Regions from separate parts of the Salmo salar genome. Here all the other regions are linked to region 3. A link is a contact called in public Hi-C data. All regions are on one chromosome and are shown on one strand. Each heading gives the region's core, a stretch centred on a gene start, on an enhancer-like site or on the middle of the called end of the contact. The rest is flanking DNA. Distances are from core to core; before and after follow the strand shown. Region 1 holds the start of LOC106569631 (kinesin-1 heavy chain). Region 2 holds the start of LOC106569642 (ras-related protein Rap-2b). Region 3 holds the start of LOC106569638 (cullin-3).

The links. Hi-C and Micro-C count contacts between places; a contact is called where the count stands out from the background.
Region 1: a contact with region 3 is called in a Hi-C map of muscle, with 4 times the contacts expected there. The contact joins the promoter of LOC106569631 here to the promoter of LOC106569638 in region 3. A contact is called at or near these places in 2 of 3 Hi-C or Micro-C datasets (gill and muscle).
Region 2: a contact with region 3 is called in a Hi-C map of gill, with 2.9 times the contacts expected there. The contact joins the promoter of LOC106569642 here to the promoter of LOC106569638 in region 3. A contact is called at or near these places in 2 of 3 Hi-C or Micro-C datasets (gill and muscle).

Annotation. Positions count from the first base shown.
Region 1 is chrssa14:41,929,347-41,932,094 of Ssal_v3.1, reverse strand. LOC106569631 (kinesin-1 heavy chain) reads right to left here and starts at 1,294. Exons shown (of 25, transcript XM_045694397.1): 1 at 913-1,294. The coding sequence starts at 1,041.
Region 2 is chrssa14:41,634,435-41,637,134 of Ssal_v3.1, reverse strand. LOC106569642 (ras-related protein Rap-2b) reads left to right here and starts at 1,446. Exons shown (of 2, transcript XM_014141199.2): 1 at 1,446-2,317. The coding sequence starts at 1,748. The coding sequence ends at 2,296.
Region 3 is chrssa14:41,777,056-41,779,755 of Ssal_v3.1, reverse strand. It overlaps LOC106569638 (cullin-3), which reads right to left and starts at 1,438. Exons shown (of 16, transcript XM_014141192.2): 1 at 1,145-1,438. The coding sequence starts at 1,204.

The sequences.
Region 1 (2,748 bases), core at 45-2,544, 150 kb before region 3:
TATAACATGAACAGACATTGTAGCTACAGACCGTACAAACATCTACTAACGTAACGGTTGTTATGAATGAATTAAATGTGTTGTATCTGAATTGTAAATGCTGCTCCTCATACAGTACTGTACTTCGTTACTATAGTCTTGTAACGTACCGCACAACAGTCTTGGTTTGACTAGCTAAAATAAATCAACTGGGCCCAAGGGGCAGTCCTCGTAGCTGGCTTGTCAGTCATCTAGTTGATGAAACACTTAGTTACACTAGCTAGCTAGTCAAATTGTGCACCGTCTTTGCGGCTGGGTGTAGCTAACTTTAGGCCAGATAATCTGCCACTGCCATCTCAGCTGGCCAAGCGTTAGCTAGATAGTGAGTGTTAACTGAAAAATGATGAGCATTTATTTTGAACGCAACGTTAGCTCATGTTGTTGGTACTGTAGTTAGCTAGCTAAAGTTAGCTAGCACTTGCCTGTCATTGTTGTTGTTGTATGACAGCTGACTGACCAACTACAGTAGCTAACGTTACCTGACACGGCAAGATTAGTTCATTGCAACGACAAAGTTGACTCGGCAAAGCAGAGAAATACAGCTAGCTAACGATACAAACTTGACTGGCTAGCAATCAATAGTGTCCTGTTCCAGTCGGTGATGGTGTGGGTGAACTAGCTTAGTGCTAACGTTAACGCTACACAGCTGGTGTGGCTGGACAGGTAGGTCAGTTAGCCAGCTAGCTAGCTACGCTAACGTTAAGGCTACACAGCTGGTGTGGCTGGACAGGTAGGTCAGTTAGCCAGCTAGCTAGCTACGCTAACGTAACTAGTGACACCGCTGACCGAGCTGATCACGGTGTCAATGGCGCAGCGCAGACTGTCACAGAGGGCACTCGCTTGCAGACAAAGAAATATGGCAAACCAACTTACCCCGACGACCACATGGTCTTCCCCTTGAAACTTAGGTATGTATTTGTCCCCTCTGGCCACCTCTGAACTATTCAAGGGCCTGAAACGGCACATCACTTTGATGGTGCACTCCGCCGGTACGTCGGCCATCTTCCACGATTTATGGATGAAAACTCACAATAGAAACAGTGTAGATTCTCGTTCTAGAGGCGGTCGAGGGAGACTAGAGGGCGGCACGGCCCCTCAGTCCCAATATGAGACTAGAATGGGCTCAGATTTTCAACAATGAATGACTATTTTCTTCTAGGGTGTGCTAAAAACACTTCATATCCAATGTGGAAGCCATGATGCCGGTGGATCACTGGCTTGCTCACCCCCTCTGTCCGTGGGACCCATATACCAAATTACGTCACCCTAAATCGTCAACACTCCCTCTGATGTAGCTACTGTACACTATCCAGTCTGGTCAGGTATGTTTCTGCAAGTTCATATCATTGACCTATATAAATGAATATACTATGGCAATAACCAATCAATAGACTAATTGTTGAGACCAGTTATTACTTAGCTATTACTCATGCATGAAGAGAAAATGTTGGCTTTTCTTGATGGCAATGCATGGTTATTGATTATCCAGTATTCCCTCAGATCATATGAATGATGCTAATGCATGAGTTTAGTTATCATTAAAAGTATTCGCACCCCTTGACTTTTTCCACATTTTGTTGTGTTACAGGCCTGAATTTGAAATGTATTAAATGTAGATTTTGTGTCATTGGTCTACACACAATACCCCATAATGTCAAAGTGGAATTATGTTTTTAGACATTTTTCTAAATTAATTAAAAATGAAAAGCTGAAATGTCTTGAGTCAATAAGTATTCAACCCCTTTGTTATGGCAAGACTAAATAAGTTCAGGAGTAAACATTTGCTTATCAAGTCACATAATAAGTTGCGTGGACTCACTCTGTGTGCAATAATAGTGTTTAACATGATTTTTGAATGACTACCACATCTCCGTACCTAACACATTTATCTGTAAGGTCCCTCAGTCAAGCAGTGAATTTCAAACACAGATTCAACCACAAAGACCAGGAAGGTTTTCCAATGCCTCACAAGGAAGGGCACCTATTGGTAGATGTATTTTTTTTTAAGCAGACATTGAATATCCTTTTGAGATTGGTGAAGTTTTTAATTACACTTTGGATGGTGTATCAGTACACCCAATCACTACAAAGATACAGACGTCCTTTCTAACTCAGTTGCAGGAGAGGAAGGAAACCGCTCAGGGATTTCAACATGAGGCCAATAGTGACCTTAAAACAGTTATAGAGTTTTATGGCTGTGATAGGTTAAACTGAGGATGAATCAACAACATTGTAGTTACTCCACAATACTAACCTAAATGACAGAGTGAAAAGAAGGAAGCCTGTACAGAATAAAAATATTCCAAACCATGCATCCTGTTTGCAGTAAGGCACTGAAGTAAAACTGCCCCAAAAAATTGGCAAATAAATTAACTTTATGTCCTGAATACAAAGCGTTATGTTTGGGGCAAATCCAACACAACACATCACTGAGTACCAGTCTTTATATTTTCAAGCATGGTGGTGGCTGCATCATGTTATGGGTATGCTTGTCATTGGCAAGGACTAGATCGTTTTTTTAGGATAAAAACAAATGGAATAGAGCTAATCACAGGCAAAATCCTAGCGGAAAACCTAGTTCAGTTGGCTTTCCTGTGTGTCTTATACACTGGGAGACAAATTCAGATTTCAGCAGGACAATAACCTAAATCACAAGGCCAAATATACACTGGAGTTGCTTACCAAGACAACGTTGAATGTTCCTGAGTG
Region 2 (2,700 bases), core at 197-2,696, 140 kb after region 3:
GAGTGATAGATGTGCAGATCATGATGTGCAAGTAGAAATACTGGAGTGCAAAAGAGCAAAAAGTAAATAAAAACAATATGGGGATGAGGTAGGTAGATTGGATGGGCTGTGAACAGCTGCAGCGATCAGTTAGCTGCTCAGATAGCTGATGTTTAAAGTTAGTGAGAGAGATATAACACTTACATTTTACATTTTAGTCATTTAGCAGCCACTCTTATCCAGAGCGACTTACAGTAGTGAATGCATACATTTCATTTCATGCATTTTTTTTTTGTACTGGCCCCCCGTGGGAATCAAACCCACAACCCTGGCGTTGCACACACCATGCTGGCGTTGCAAACACCATGCTCTACCAACTGAGCCACAGGGAAGACTCTATAAGGCTCCAACTTCAGCGATTTTTGCAATTCGTTCCAGTCATTGGCAGCAGAGAACTGGAAAGAAAGGCGGCCAAAGGGGCTGCTGGCTTTGGGAATGACCAGTGAGATGATACCTGCTGGAGCGTGTGCTACGGGTGGGTGTTGTTATCATGACCAGTGAGCTGAGATAAGGCGGAGCTTTACCTAGCAAAGACTTATAGATGACCTGGAGCCAGTGGGTCTGTAGAAAGAGTATAGCCATAGTTTATGGTGATGTTTGTTAAAAGTAACTGATGCCTTCAGAAAATGGCATATTTCATTCAGTCATATATTTCATAAAGAATATGTCTATAATAAACATACTGTAGGCTCCAACCTACAGTACCTGTCAAAAATTTGGACACACCCACTCATTCAAGGGTTTTTCTTTATTTTTACAATTTTTTACATTGTAGAATAATAGTGAAGACATCAAAACTATGAAATAACACATATGGAATCATGTAGTGAACAAAAAAGTGTTAAACACATCAAAATATATTTTATATTTGAGATTCTTCAAAGTAGCCAAAGTAGCCTTGATGACAGCTTTGCACAATCTTGGCATTCTCTCAACCAGCTTCATCATGTTCCCAAAAACCATTCAAATCGATTTTTCCCCTGTCGTAGCCCCCAGAGCTCCCAATTTTTTGGAATGCACTGAAGTCGGAAGTCTGATATTTCCAAGTTCCTTATTGTTTTGAATGCGGCAACACTTGTCTTAAAAGCACCAAGACACAAGTTTGTCACCCCCTTTCAATGGGCAACATTCAGTTGAATATTAATATCCTTTGCTTTACTGTAATATTACTAAAGCTAGGCCTATAAATGATTATCCTCCTGATATCAGCCTCATCATATAAGATAAGTATTGGGGGGACATGCCCTGGACAACACACTTCAAGGCGTCTTGTAACAGTAATTTGTTACAAGAGCACGGGTCACCTGACTGACACCAGAGTGAGTGACTAATATTTGTATTGAGTAACGTTTTGGGGTGACTGCCCCTTTAAGAAAACGGAAGTAAGCCTTGGCTCGTGACGTTAGTTGCCTTGCGCCGAGAAACAGTGGGCAGGAAACGGCAGGCAAAGAAAGACTTGTTCACGGGTTCCAACACCATGGCACAGTACAAATAACCGAATATGTGCTCCACGTTATATTACTAATGTTCGGGAACGGCCACAGTCTTCGGCTTCTTACCAAGACTTTTGGAGACGTTCCTCGAAAGCTTTTCCGTGGAGAGATTTGACAACTCCCACCCGTGAAAGGTGTCTGCGGTCTAAAAACATCGGGGCGGACCGCGGGTGGGAAGAGGATTCGTAGAGAAGGGCTGTCTGCTTTCTGGAGCCATGAGGGAGTATAAAGTGGTCGTGTTGGGCTCGGGCGGCGTGGGTAAATCAGCATTGACGGTCCAGTTTGTGACGGGATCCTTCATTGAGAAATACGACCCCACAATAGAGGATTTCTACCGAAAGGAGATCGAGGTGGACTCGTCGCCCTCTGTTCTGGAGATACTGGACACGGCCGGGACCGAACAGTTCGCCTCCATGCGAGACCTGTACATCAAAAACGGGCAGGGATTTATTTTGGTCTACAGTCTGGTCAACCAGCAGAGCTTCCAAGACATCAAGGCATTGAGGGATCAAATCATCCGAGTGAAAAGATACGAACGAGTGCCAATGGTATTGGTTGGAAACAAGGTGGACTTGGAAGGCGAGAGGGAGGTCTCTTCCGGGGAAGGCAAGGCGCTGGCTCAGGAGTGGAATTGCCCGTTTATGGAAACTTCAGCAAAAAATAAAGGCTTGGTCGACGAACTGTTCGCAGAAATCGTGAGACAGATGAACTATTCTTCTTTACCCAGCGGTGGAGATCGCTGTTGTTCTTGTGTGCTTCTCTAAGAAAACATGTTTCGTGCAGCTGTGAGTGTTTTTATCTATGTGAAAACCATCAAACAAGCCCTATTTTGATAACTTGTTGATAACAAAATGATACGGTCTCTTGTTTTGTTGATTAAGCAGCCGTCAATATAGAAAGCTACCTACTGTTGTATTATTGCACACACCATCGAGGATGACAACATTCGATATTGAAATAGCCTAAAAAGTGTTTACATGACAAAGTACTTGAATGTTTAAGTTTTTAGTTCAATATCAAACAGCTTTGTATTTGACACTTCTCTGGAAACGTGCCTCGATGGGAGTCTTATTGTGAAACCTAAGAGAGACACTTTGTTGTTGCTTTGTTTTGCTATGAAAATGTTATGTGGGGTTTGATTACTGTTGAGTTGTACTTTTTCACGTCT
Region 3 (2,700 bases), core at 189-2,688:
GCCCCAAACACACACACTACACTGAAAGTCACTTTGGTGGGCCTAAATTTGGAACATGGGCCTAATAAACTGGGGGGCAAGTAGTTGTGTAAGATGAAAAGCTCATCCCTTCTCCTGCTCAGTTATTATTAGGTGGGGCTGCTGCAGGTATGCAGGCAGACAAAACTGCATATCCCATACCCTGGCTACTGTCCAGGTGCACAGACTGAGTGCGTGGTCACAGAAGCACTCGCACGGCCATTCCGCTGCTGTTATTCCTGCAGCATTCAAGCAGTCAGTGTAACACTGTGCATGTGTGTGAGATATTCAGGGGATGAGAGAGTACATTTCTGTCTAAGCCCAGGGCCGACTGCAATGTCATTCCTTCACACATACAGCCAATGTCTGGCATCCAACAATGTAGGGCTGCTCTCATAAAAAGAGAGACTAACGTTAACTAACTAACGTAGAGCAATCGGTATACATGCTTAGCTAGTTCTGCAACATAGTCAGGCTAAATATAGCCATGCTAAATATCTACAAATCGTGACAGATTATTTTTTTTTTAAACACTGACAAATTAGTTTATAATCTCTGGTTATACCCTTTCTGAGTTAGTAAATTAGGCCTACGCTACAGGCAATTTTTACGGGTGGGCAGTTGGCTACACAGCTAAGGAACTAGCTAACGTTAGCTGCTACCTAGACTAGGTCCTGGCTAACGTTAGTATGTTAGCCGGTAGCTTACTAGCTAACGATAGATAGTTGACTTAAAGTTTAGTTAACCAGGTAACTAGTTAGTTACCAAGCTAGGTTTCTGCTAACTAGCTAATAAAGTTAGCTGGCTGCCAATGTATATAGCTAGCCAACAACCTAGCTAGAAACTAGTTTGTCAGCAACACCGCAAGTTAGCTAACGTTTGCTAACTAATAGTTAGCTAGTGGATATTTTCCAATGTGCACTGTACAAATAACAGAAACTTATCGAATCAAAGTTAGTTAGCAAACTAGCGAATATGAATCTACGCAACACGAAGCTAATTTAGCTAGGTTGTTGTTAGCTGACAGTGACATTTTCAAAGTATATGTTTAGCTAACTAGCCAGGCCCGTCTTTAGCAAATTACATCCCCAGTGCTCGCGTCTCAGCGTACCCGGCTAATACTTACAGGAAAGGCTCTTATCCTCATCTTGGTGTCCTTCTTGACGCCGCCTTTGAGGTTGGACATGATTAGTTAGTACGTCCGTCTTCTCTACGTTATCATGAAATACTATTTTAGGCTGCAACAGGGATGCCTGCGAATGGAAAGTGGTAAAGATCCCCCTCGACCTTCCCCTTGGGCTTGGGTCCGTCTCTCTGCGCTGTTGTTGTCACTCCTCTTCTCTCAATTTTTGCCTAGCTTCTCCTTGCAGTGATGGCGGACAACAAGCTTCTACAGGGCAGTGGTAACAGCGAACCGAAATCACGCGAGATGAACCATGGAAAACATAATATTGCAAAAAGATATAGCACGTTCATCCTCATTCCACCAGTTGGATATATATCCAATTCACTTTAACCCAGTATCAAGTCTGGACAATGTATGTGTATACAGTCTATTCAGTTCATATCATATTGCATTTTATCAGGTGGCCAAAATTGGAGGTGACATTGATTTTTTTTTAAATATTACACAAACGTGCACATTTCAAAATCTAGCATTCTTTCTTTGTGCTCACTAGATACTTACCTAGCTACATAATTGAGTAGTCAGTACTCATGCACTAGGCCTGTCAACTATGATGAGTTGGCCAATACAGTCTCACTCACATGATATCCATGCTGTTTTGTTATTTAAATACCAGTGTGCATGAACACATTAAAGCCAACAACATGACACAGTGCTAATGTAAACAAAGGGATATTGTGATGTACTCGTCCTAATAGTGTGACAGGGTAGGAACCATAGTATCTGTCCCTTTAAGGAAACACTTAGTTACCATGTGAAATGTAGAAAAACAACCCTTTTTTTCAGGTAGGCTTAAAATATTTTGTCCTACAGGTCCTGAGAGGTAATTGTGATTTGTTGTTTCTGAACCCGCCAGGTGACTGTTAAAGTAAATAAAGGCCTATGTGTGTTATTTACTCTTATTGCCTAGTCTAACTGTTATTTACTGTTCTCTTATTGCCTCCTAGTCTAACTGTTATTTACTGTTCTCTTATTGCCTCCTAGTCTAACTGTTATTTACTGTTCTCTTATTGCCTCCTAGTCTAACTGTTATTTACTGTTCTCTAATTGCCTAGTCTAACTGTTATTTACTGTTCTCTTATTGCCTAGTCTAACTGTTATTTACTGTTCTCTTATTGCCTAGTCTAACTGTTATTTACTGTTCTCTTATTGCCTCCTAGTCTAACTGTTATTTACTGTTCTCTTATTGCCTCCTAGTCTAACTGTTATTTACTGTTCTCTAATTGCCTAGTCTAACTGTTATTTACTGTTCTCTTATTGCCTAGTCTAACTGTTATTTACTGTTCTCTTATTGCCTCCTAGTCTAACTGTTATTTACTGTTCTCTAATTGCCTAGTCTAACTGTTATTTACTGTTCTCTTATTGCCTAGTCTAACTGTTATTTTACTGTTCTCTTATTGCCTCCTAGTCTAACTGTTATTTACTGTTCTCTTATTGCCTAGTCTAAATGTTATTTTCCTGTTCTCTTATTGCCTCCTAGTCTAACTGTTATTTTA